Regions from separate parts of the Mus musculus genome. Here all the other regions are linked to region 3. A link is a contact called in public Hi-C, promoter capture Hi-C and targeted proximity ligation data. All regions are on one chromosome and are shown on one strand. The core of a region is the stretch at or near the end of the contact, and the rest is flanking DNA. Distances in the headings are between cores, read along the strand shown. Region 1 overlaps Gm36914 (a long non-coding RNA gene). Region 2 overlaps Gm41835 (a long non-coding RNA gene). Region 3 holds the start of Atad1 (ATPase family, AAA domain containing 1). Region 4 has its middle 28 kb from the start of 2700046G09Rik.

Region 1 (2,700 bases), core at 196-2,695, 260 kb after region 3:
CCAACTCATTTTAGGGATTCAGAAAAATGATGCTTTTTTGTTAACAAAAACTTTGGTTTTTCCTTTGAAACAATGCTTCAAAGAGGCTGTCATGTTATCCTTATTCCTGTAAATCAACAACTGACAACTTTGTATGAGTGTGAGTTTGTGTGTGTGTGTTTTGGGTGAGGGTGAAAGGGATAGATGAGGTCTAAGTCAAACTGAGAAATAAGAATTTCAGACTCTTATCTGCCTCTGTTAAGACCCTCATTTTAGCAGATCAGTTATTCTGACTTATCATAAGAATTTAAAAGACAAAAACAAAACATTACAGTTTCGAAACCCTACAATCCAGCTAAGAACTAATAAGAAACCTGGTGAATGAGAAATAAAATACTGATAGAAATAAGAGGTACAGTTTTTATGTCTTAGTTTATTATTTTAAAAACCATGAATGGCAGAGGATGTTGTGAAAGCATTTGGGAAGCAAGCCTAGGGAATAAGTTGGGGAGCAGAAGGTGAGACTGGGAAGCCAGTTCCCACTGTGGTCTCACTGGATACTCCTGAAAGGAGTAGAACACACCTCGGGCTTATCGAAGAGCTAGGAAGCTGGCTTGTTACTGTCTCTCATGTCTACTTCTGAGGGATAAACTTGCACCTTGCTTTGTGCTCAGACTCACTGCACTTTGATGCCAGAGAGGCTCAGGGCTCCTGGAAGTGGCTATCTGTGGATTTGGATGAGTGCTGAAGCAGTGGGGGAGAGGGGAAATGTGGGGAGAAGAGTTTGCAGTACCAATTACGAATCCTCAAGTGTTCTTGCATTTGCTCATAAGAACCGGACTCCGGATTTACAATAAAATGTGCGCAACACAAACCTACAGATTGAGTTAGGTAACTGGTTCTCAGCTGGGTGTAATTTAGTCTCTTCCCTTGGAGAATAGTTTGTCAGTGTCTGAAATTGGTTTTAGCTGTCATAAGTGGGAGGGTGAGAGTTCTGGTGTCTAGTGGGCAGGGACCCAATTACCCCTAAACTAATAACTAGACTAAAATTTCAACAGCGCTGAGGGTTTGATTCTCTAGGTTAGGGTTATTAAAAATTTCAGATAACACAAAGGTTCAGAGAACCTTTCTTTGGCTTATAAAGCCAGTACAAGGCCAAGATTGAACTAGACTTCTATTTCCAAAGCTTGTGTCTTCTAGAGATCAAGATACCGAAAAATAGAACAACTCACAACAAACAAACATCCCCAGATCTATACTGGCCATACCTCCTGGCCCAGAACTTCAAAGGCTTCTGAAACTGGGTGAAGCTGGCTGGAGCTGGCTGGGGCTGGCTGGGGCTGGCTGGGGCTGGCTGGGGCTGGCTGGGGCTGGCTGGGGCTTGGGGGAGGTGGAGAATGAGAACCTTTCCCATCCTCTTCTGGCCTTGCTCTCTCCTGGGCAAGTTGGGGCAGGTTCCCTGGGCACAAATCCCAGATTTGCATACCAGGCCTGGCTAGGTGCCCTTAGCTGGAAGCTCCAACTCCTTTGCAATGTACACGGTTGTCCTTCTTCAGCCAAGGTTGGCTGGTGGTTCTTTGTGGAATGGCAGCGCCCCACATTCCCCCAGGCTTGGGATGGTCTCTGGCAAGCTAGTGGAGTGAAGAGTTACAGGTGGTGCAGACATGGTTTGGAAGGAATCCCAGCTGGGGCAGCACCAAGAACCTTCTGATCGCTAACCAGATAACTGCGGTGGCTTGCAGACTCCCAGGAACCTCCCCTACTCTAGGAAACTAGCTTCAAGGGCAACACGGGCTTCTGAGAAGCCAGAAGAAGCTCAAAAGTGGAAACTCCTCTGTCAGCTTTGCCTTCTCAGCTTATAATTTTTTTTTCTTTTTCCCGAAAGCACCGAGTTCTCCGTTGCCATGTCCCTTAAGATGGGGAGTCAGCCTAGGAATGAACAGAGAAGTGGAACTCAGGATACAAAGACAGTCACAACCGGAAGACAAGGTGCAAATACTGATGGGGCTCTGAGCTTAGCTGTTTGTTTTGGGGGGGTTGATGGACACTTTGGGTTAGGTTTTTTTTTTTTTTTTTTTTTTTTTTTTTGCACAGGCAAAACCTAGGCTCCTTTGAATGCCCTCGGCTCTGCAGTGTCCTGGTCTTCTGGTTTCCAGACTCACATCTTGCCTCAGGGGGATTGACAGCTATCCCACATGCTGTTTCTGATCTGTTTAATCAAACTTTCATTTGATGTTGGTTGGAATTTCACATGTGGACCAAATACAAAGAAATTAAGTGATTCCAGCAGCTTGAATCTAAGGGAAGCATTAATCTTTGATATCAAATAATCTGTTTCCAGGGGCACTGGGTAAAAGCTGGTTCATTTGTTCATTCATTACTTCATTCCCCCCTCACCCCCATGTGGCAAGCAATTACTAAGGACTACCCTGCTCAAAGCTTTTCATAGGTATTGTGAGGGTCATTAAGGGAAGTGCAAAGAAGCTTAAGATCTAATGAGGGAAAGAGATGATCTAGCCCACCTTGCAGGACAGAAGTTGGCATACTGCAGAAACTCACTTCTGGGCTATGAAATGATTCTGGCATAGAGAAGAGGGAACAATATGTGGTATAATCTAAGAAAGTGTACCACGGTAGAGGAAGAGAAAAATGGTATTTTATTGAGGAGCAGGTATGGAAAAACATACCGACCAAGTAGGCTCGGTTCTTAAAAAAATTTTT
Region 2 (2,700 bases), core at 59-2,558, 350 kb after region 3:
AGTCTTTGTTTTCATGCATACTTGTCTGATGAGTTAAATGGACAACTGAGCACTTCCCATCTTATCTGTGAAACAAATTCTAAAATTCTAAAAGCCTTTAGAATTTGTCCTATTCATGGCTAACTGGGATCTTGTCTTAGTTCTGAAAATTCTCCAGTTGTTTTTGTTTGTTTGTTTGTTTGTTTTTCAGATCTACATTGTAAAACTATTTAACCAATCTAAGAACTCATTCTATTCATTTGCTTATAAATATATTTATTCATTTACTCAATATATTTATTCAAAGCCTTCTGTCTTACAAGCTAGAGTCTTGATTTCTTTTTCTTTCTTTCCCTTTTTCCCCCTGGCTTTCTCATACATATCATTGTGGACGTCATGCTTTTCACTATGATAATTAAGATATCAGAAGGTTTTTGTTGTTGTTTTTTTTTTCCTGATATAAACACATGGTACTCAAACGAGCCATCTTAAGGCACGAGAAGTAACAGAGTTACAGAACAGTTCTTTTGGCTCTCTAGGTGGAATGCCAGCCTTTGATAGTTGGCACATGCCTTGCACAAAAGACCCGAATTTGGGTATTTGAGTGTCAGCTGGATCAAGTTAATCCTGTTCTGTTTTTTTAAACAGTTCCTGCTGTTTACGCAGTAGAAGCAGAACTAAACAGCACCAGATCCTGCAAAGGCACGACTCAGAAGAACAAGGGACACAACGGAGGGCTCTTAATGTAAAGAAACATTTTGACTTTGCCGGTCCGTCATCTCCCTAGCTCTCAGCCCGCCCTCACCCTGGACCCCGCCCTGCTGGAATGGGTGGTGGACTAGCCTTGGCTGGCAGGGATGCTTTTGAGTTCCAGGATTCTTCTAAACTGTGCTTGCTGTAAATGATTTTTATGCTAACATTGCATTGAAGTCCTTTTTTGGCAAATGCATCGCCATATAAGATTAAAAATAATTTGGAGGGCAGAATTTCTACCAGGAATTGATCAAACAATGTACTGTCGTGAACTGGTTCCAAATTCCTAATGCATCTGCTTTATACAGTCCCTGCTTTATAGAGCTACAATCCCCTGTTTGTCCGAGTTCAGTCTGCTTGTATGCTGGAAGAATCACACCCCTTTATTTCTGGCCTGGAGGGCTTCTTTCCAAGTTTTGGGAAAAAAAATCTCTCAAATAAGAAGTCACAGAAGCTTTAAATAATACGGTTGTTGCAAGCATCCTTGTTGAACATTTAGCGAACTATCCCGTTGCCTTTCCTGATCAAGGCAGATGTAAAACAGCCGCCTCCACACTTCTGCCAGAGCGGCCATCTTGAGTTCAGACGCCTTTTCCGAGAGTTTCTCTTGAAAGTCCCCAATTGAATACATCTGGTTCCCAGCAGAAACCGGATGTCTTGTTTGTTTGTTTAATTATTTTTATCTGAGGTTGCATCACTATCCAGTGGGTCTTTTTTGTAGAGAGTTTTAGGCTCATCTGGATGCTGTGCTTGGCCGTACTCTATGATCCTAGACTTTTTTTTTTTTTTTTTTTTCCTTTTCTTCTGGGATTGACTGTGCCTACTTTAGGGTTTAGTATTTATTTTATTTTTGATACTGGATTTTTATATTCGTAGGTCACTTTAATGTGCAAGAAGCAAAATCTTAAGCAGAACTTTCTTCAAGAAAAGCGAGATTCATTGGCTTTCATAAATTGAGTAGAGGGAGAGCTGCCGCATTCAGAGTTCAAAGGGATTGCAGGACTCTGTGTTTGTTTCTTGGCCCCATTTCCTGATGGTGGTAGTTTGGCCTCGTACATCACAGGCAATAGTGTACTACATTCTCTCAGTTTCAGGTCTTGCCAGAACTGAGTTTGCTTCCCAAGGTATTCAGTAAGAACATGAACATAACCGTCACTGGGCGGAATTTCTTCACATTACCTGTTTCTGAGAGTGATCGTTGTAGCTTGGCATCTGGAAGTGAGTGTAAACAACCATGCATACAACTGGGAAGATGCACCCATCTCGGTCCTTTGCTACATAATCAGTTGGGCAATCATAATTCCCCTTTCTCTTTCATTCACCCTATATAAGGCCCAGGTTTGGGTTGAAGGGAGATCTGACTTGTAACGTCATTTATAATACAGGTGTCCGGGTCTAAACGAACAAACATCGCAGAGATAGGGGTGATATTTTCATACTCATTGGCATTGGTTTTTTTTTTTTTCTGTTTAGCTGTATGGAATTTGTTCTGCTCACTTTAAAAAAATATTTTATGTGCTTTTGTGTTTTGCCTGCATGTATGTCTTGAACCACATACACGCCTAGTACCTGTGAGGCATTGGATCCCCTGGGACTGGAGTTCCAGATGACTGTGGGTGCTCAGAAGTGAACCGCTGGTGCTCTTACCATCTGAGCCTTCTCTCTAGCCCCTCTGTTCGGTTTTATCTTTCACTGTTACCTTTGTTTTTCTTTTTCCTTTACCCACTATGTAACCCATCAAATGCTTTCTCAGGAACTCAATGAGTCTATGACGAAGTATGTCTATCTCCAGGAAACTCTGCTTCTGGTCATCCATTGACTGGAATCAGCAGAGAAGGCGAAGGTACTAGAGCTACTTTGCTGACATAGATGGGGATTCCCAGGAAGGCTGCAGGGTACATAACAGTGTAATCCAGACGCTACAGTACTTACGATGAGAGTTAGCATGCTTTTCTTTTTTTTTTTTTT
Region 3 (2,700 bases), core at 25-2,524:
TGGGTCTAGGCAGAGGTTGATGGTGGTAGCAGCAGCTAAATTTGAGTGAAGAGGTAGCCCACAGAATGGGAGGATATCTTTGTCAACTGACTGACTGAGGATTAATATCCAGAATATATAAAGAACTCCAAAAACTGTGGCTGACACCTTTAATCTTGGCACCTGGGACGTAGAGGCAAGCAGATCTCCAAATTGGAGACCAGCCTGGTCTTCAGAGTTCCAGGACAGCCAGGGCTACGCAGAGAAGACTTATCTCAAAAAACAAAAAAACAAAACCAAAAACAAAACAAAAAAAAAAAAGACCACTGCTCATCATATCCAAAAGTGACTTCGAAATCCTGAAATGAAACGGAAACGTTCTGCTGTGTGGACAGTGAATGGAAATATTTTATACAGTCTCCACAGATGAGGTACATACCCATCTATCATTCATAAAGCACTGATATATCTGCAAATTGGCTGCAAATGTGGAGAATGTATTTCAATTTTGCATAGACGCTAATTTTAACAAAATATACACATTGCTGTATATCACTAAGAAACACCACTAGACCGGTGTTAATTCAGAATTATCTTTAAACGCATATCATTTTAAATCTTTTCCTGTTTAGCTCTGGTTTCAGTGTGGATACCCTATCTCTGAGCAACTACTAACGTTTTTACTGCAGTATTCCCTAAGTCACTGCAGTGTGCTCCAAATGGTCTCTCAACTCAAAGTCCCAGCAATTCTGTGCCTATCAAGGCCCTACAGTCGCAGACTGTGACAATGAATTCCTGCCAGGCTTCGCGGAGAGGGCAGGTCATTATTAACATCAGCATGTTCTGGGAAAGCATGGCCAGCACTGAAGAAACACCTCCGCCTTTGCACAAAGAGGGAGGAGGAGAGGGGCCGGCACGAGCGGACCGGCTCCTTCCAGCCGCCTTCTTACAAGCCTAGCCCTGAGGTCGCCCTGAGCGCCCCCGATCCTCCAATGACCAGGCCGCCTACAAGAGATGTCCTTGCGGGCAGCCGGAGTCTCCCGCCAGCGCTGAGACCTGAGGGCTCGCGCCCGGCCGGGCGCCAAGGCGAGGCCCCGGACGCCCTTGGAGGTTAATCCGCTGGATCCGGGGCGGCGCTCAAGTGTGACCGACGCGGAGGCAGGTGACTACCGGGCTGGTCTCCCCAGGTGAGCGCCAGGCCCTGGGGGACCGGGAGGGATGGGGGACGCACCTGGCCCGGCCCCGCGGGAACCCGCTACTCACCCAGAGGCAGGACCAGAGACGATGGGAGAGCCGTAGCCCGGCCTCGCACAGGAAAGAAACGCGGCCGGGGAGAGAACGCTTCCGGGGGCTGGAGCCCCGCCCCCCACCGCACGGAGCATGCGCGATCCCTGCCGAGCCGGTGGCGTGCCAGCCAAGGCATGGCGACGCAGTGCGGGGCGAGCTACTTTCCCCAACCTACACCTTAGTACCCGCTGGGCCGATAACATTCAGAAAGGTAGATAGGATGAACAGGGTGCTCCCCAAAGGGCTCTGAGTTCAACTTGAGAGACTCAGAAACTGAATTGGGAAAGACGCTTGACACATGAAATCCCTTGCTACTCTGGAGCTGTACGCAACCCTGACAGAGGAGCCTTTTACAGAAGGCAAAGAAATGCTTCCCTGGTTTGATAAACTTCCACCACCACCACCACCCCCCATCCCCGCAGCAAGTCCTCATGATGCTGCTCAGACGCGCATGGCCTCACCATCTGCCTTTCGGTTTCTAGGGTGAGCTCACCCTCCTCCCCCATCTCTGTACTGATGACACCTGGAGGCGGCGCCTGAGAATCCACTGAACGCTTGAGCAGCCAGGCAGACCAGGGAGGTCTGGCAGTTGGGTCAGAATAGGGCATCTGGTGACAGGTTTTGCATATTGATGACTTTTTTTTTTAACCCCTTCCTCTTGCGAAGTGAGGGACGTGACACCAAGATTCCAAGGAACCGTATCTGAAAGCCAGCCCCTTCTGAATGTATATACACTACTAAGGAACAAGAATAAGTAGACACACTGCCCATAAACAAAAGGAGCATCATCACTTCAAATAAAGGCAGTGGGACTATGAAGGAATAAGACAGACTTCTTAAGACCTTTTTATATTCCTGGAGGAGGCAGTTTGTTTCGCTCTGTTTTCAGGATTATCTTTTAAGGCTAAAGAATTCTACAGCCAAGCTGGGATTGGTGTCACATGCCTGTTTTCCTAGCATTTGGGGTGGCTATGCAAGGAGGATTGCTTTATACCCTGGACCACATAAGTAACACACTGCTTCCTCCCTCTGCTGACAGTTATATTAGTAAATGATGTTGTTAATAGCTGTGGAGAGACACAGCCCAGAAGTGCTGCCAGAGCCTGGAAAGTTCCTTGTTAAAGGACTTTACTGGAGTTCGATAGAAGAACACAATAGATGGAATGAATCAATATTAAAAAGAGTTTGGTTTTTTTGTTTTAATTTTAGACTGGTTTACCCAGCACAGTCTTGAATGGTCCAACAATGGCTGTCCTGGTAGCTTCGCAGTGCTGGAGGTAACATGCCTCAGCAGTCCAACAAGACCACAAGGCTTTAAGGATTCCTGGAGAGCCACGACTAGTCTTTAGTCTGTGGAAGAACCTGGATTCTGATCTCAGTGGATGAGGCCAGAGGCAGCAACATCAACAATGGCAGAAACACTAGGTAACTCAC
Region 4 (2,700 bases), core at 68-2,567, 300 kb before region 3:
TCATCTGATGTTTCTGTTCTTATGTCTTTCCAAACAGATCCTTGCACATCACTATTGTGCTAATTGCAACAGTGAGGGAAAAGAATTAGCCTGGGTGTCCAAGACACCTTAGTGAGTTCATGAAAACCTGGTGCATGTATGCAGTGGAGTTTAATTCAGCAATAAAGAAAAATGAAGTTGGAAACATTTGCCGGAAATGGATGAATCTGGAATTACGTGACACGAAGGATTCGTATCTTGGGGAAATCGATACAGCACGTTCTCTCTTCATGTAAACTGTACCTTACATGCTTATTAAGATGAGCATTAAGTCCTAAAGCCAGAATGAGAACTACAAGAAGGGAAAAAGAGGTCTGGGGTAGTTGTGGTGGGGAGACAAATGGAAAAGATGAAACACAGGGGAGTTGAGGAGGGCACCTCACGAGGGAAACAGATCAGTGCCTTGCTCAGCCATCATCGGAGATGCTTCCGCTGCAGCAGATGGGAACAAACACAGAGACCCACAGCCAGACAACATGCAGAGAGTGAGAGATCTTGGAACTCTCAGCCCTAAATCGGACTGCTTCCATCAAAGCTCCCTTCCCTTATGGCGCAGAGAACCTTACAGAAGAGGCAGGCAAGGGTGTAAGAACCAGAGGGTAGGAAGGACACCAAAGTATGAAGGTTTGTTATGGTAGATGCACACATGAACTTAGGCAGCACGCACAGGGCTTGCACGGGTCTGTACCAGATGAGGCCCTATTGCTCAGAGGGGAAGTGAACATCCCCCATCCCTAAGCCAAAAGCTATCTCCAACTGTGGACCACTTGCAAATGAAAATTTAATTTCCTCCAAGGGAGTCTCACTGGGGAAACAAACTAATTTTTTTTAAAGATTTATTTATTTTATTTTATTATATGTGAGTACACTGTAGCTGTCTTCAGATGCACCAGGAGAGGGCGTCAGATCTCATTATGGGTGGTTGTGAGCCACCATGTGGTTGCTGGGATTTGAACTCAGGACCTTCGGAAGAGCAGTTGGTGCTCTTAACCACTGAGCCATCTCTCCAGCCCAACAAACTACTCTTAAGGGTAGGTATAGGCTTAGATTTTTAAAAAACCTACTTTTAGTAAGCGTTCTCAAATGCTTCACACACACACACACACCATCCAAAGGTAGGAGAGAAAAGATAATAAATGGAACAAGGCCATGTGGACCTGCTTAGATGCAATTCTTTGGAGGGATTCCAATACCAGCAGTCCAGTCCAGTAGTGTCAGGATACCAAACATGAATCAGCAGTGGTGTATAATCTAGCAGAAACAGCCAGACCTCCATGCAATTGGCATGAGTCACAGATAGCAACCAGGACCTGACGAGACGCCAGGAGACGTTCTCTACTGTGCCTCTCTCAACACAGTGAAGATCAGTGAAGACAGAGACACAAGATCAATGAAGCATTGCAAGGCTACCTATGCAAGTGCCCCATCATTGTCCGTTGAGTCCTATTTATACTCTCCAAAATCACGTGCCCTCCCATGGGTTTTCCTCAGCAAGATCCCTTGTGAGGTTGCATCACATGATACAACCAGAATCTTCCACCTCAGGTGGCTCCACGCCCAGCAGTAGATGGCCAACAGAAAAATGAACTCAAGGGTGTCTTTGGAGGCTCCTTGTCTTACAATGTAAACATCTTGTCAGGCTTTTCCTTTTCTAAAAAAAGACTAATCTTATTATTTTTATTTTATTTATATTTATTTATGCATATTTTCTTTCCTCTTTTTTTTCCCCTTTTCCCTTTGTGTATTTTTTATGGCTTCCACTTAATGTTTTTACGGGATTTCAGAGTGTGCCAATAAGTGGATCTCTGCATCTATGTCTGTTTCTTATGCCTTCTGTTGGGCACTTTTTCTTCTATTTGTTTATCTTGTCTGATTCCACTGTGTTAGCTTCTGTTTTATCTAATTATATTATTATCCTTTTAAAAAAAAAGATTTATTTATTGTTATATGTAAGTACACTGTAGCTGTCTTCAGACACTCCAGAAGAAGGAGTCAGATCTCATTACAGATGGTTGTAAGCCACCATGTGGTTGCTGGGATTTGAACTCAGGACCTTCGGAAGAGCAGTCAGTGCTCTTAACCGCTGAGCCATCTCTCCAGCCCTTATTATCCTTTAGAAGCCTATTTGTTTTCTAATGAGAGACAGAAAGGGAGCTGACCTGGATGGGAGGGGAGGTGGGCAGGAACTGGGAGGAGTAGAAGGAAGGGAAACCAAAATCAGCACATATAATGTGAGGGGGGCAGAAACCTGTTTTCAATGAAAGGAAAAGGAGTAAAATCATATTGGATCTGACACACACACACACACCCAGCATAGCTGCAGCCATGTTGCTCCATGCTGCCAGCTATTTCATACTGTTGCTGTAATATGCCTGTCAGTCATTGGCACAGAAAAATAACTTGACTCAGAGCAGGGTCATGCTGACCATACACCCTGTTACGTTCTATACACTACGAGGTCTGCTAATCTTAAGAAATTGCACAGCCATAAACTTTACTCAGGACCCATCAAATTAAAGGTCAATATGAACTGTTATGTCTGAAATGGCTTAAGTCAGGGCTGACCAACAGGCAGCCCTTCTAGCGCCTACATATGAACTCATTGTGGTTTTTGTAGTGTTAGTCTTTCTAAGCTAACCTGGAAAAATGTCCAGCATGCAG

What was found. Promoter capture Hi-C pulls out the DNA fragments that hold promoters and counts their contacts. A called contact is a pair of places that touch in the nucleus more often than the background predicts.
Region 1: a contact with region 3 is called in a promoter capture Hi-C map of liver. A contact is called at or near these places in 3 of 39 promoter capture datasets (the 3T3-L1 cell line, the C10 cell line and liver), 6 of 484 Hi-C or Micro-C datasets (cumulus cells, double positive thymocytes, embryonic stem cells and 2 more) and 13 of 130 datasets of targeted methods (DN3 thymocytes, bone marrow-derived macrophages, double positive thymocytes and 8 more).
Region 2: a contact with region 3 is called in a Hi-C map of uterus, with 5 times the contacts expected there. A contact is called at or near these places in 6 of 39 promoter capture datasets (the 3T3-L1 cell line, the C10 cell line, cranial neural crest and 2 more), 6 of 484 Hi-C or Micro-C datasets (bone marrow-derived macrophages, double positive thymocytes, embryonic stem cells and 3 more), 17 of 130 datasets of targeted methods (the SCID.adh cell line, astrocytes, bone marrow-derived macrophages and 9 more) and 1 of 9 other capture datasets (embryonic stem cells).
Region 4: a contact with region 3 is called in a targeted proximity ligation map of pancreatic cancer cells. A contact is called at or near these places in 4 of 39 promoter capture datasets (hippocampal neurons, liver and pre-B cells) and 2 of 130 datasets of targeted methods (memory CD8 T cells and pancreatic cancer cells).

The regions. Positions count from the first base shown.
Region 1 is chr19:32,973,481-32,976,180 of GRCm38.p6, forward strand. Gm36914 (a long non-coding RNA gene) reads left to right here. Exons shown (of 4, transcript XR_877816.2): 3 at 1,865-1,968; 4 at 2,074-2,143. It overlaps Gm36860 (a long non-coding RNA gene), which reads right to left. Exons shown (of 3, transcript XR_877814.3): 2 at 1-1,908. Among named protein-coding and RNA genes, the nearest start is that of Gm36860, 5.5 kb to the right of the region's middle.
Region 2 is chr19:33,064,758-33,067,457 of GRCm38.p6, forward strand. The region is part of intron 2 of Gm41835 (a long non-coding RNA gene); the gene reads right to left. Among named protein-coding and RNA genes, the nearest start is that of Gm41835, 8.9 kb to the right of the region's middle.
Region 3 is chr19:32,711,024-32,713,723 of GRCm38.p6, forward strand. Atad1 (ATPase family, AAA domain containing 1) reads right to left here and starts at 1,275. Exons shown (of 10, transcript NM_026487.3): 1 at 1,243-1,275.
Region 4 is chr19:32,415,589-32,418,288 of GRCm38.p6, forward strand. No RefSeq gene overlaps it. Among named protein-coding and RNA genes, the nearest start is that of 2700046G09Rik, 28 kb to the left of the region's middle.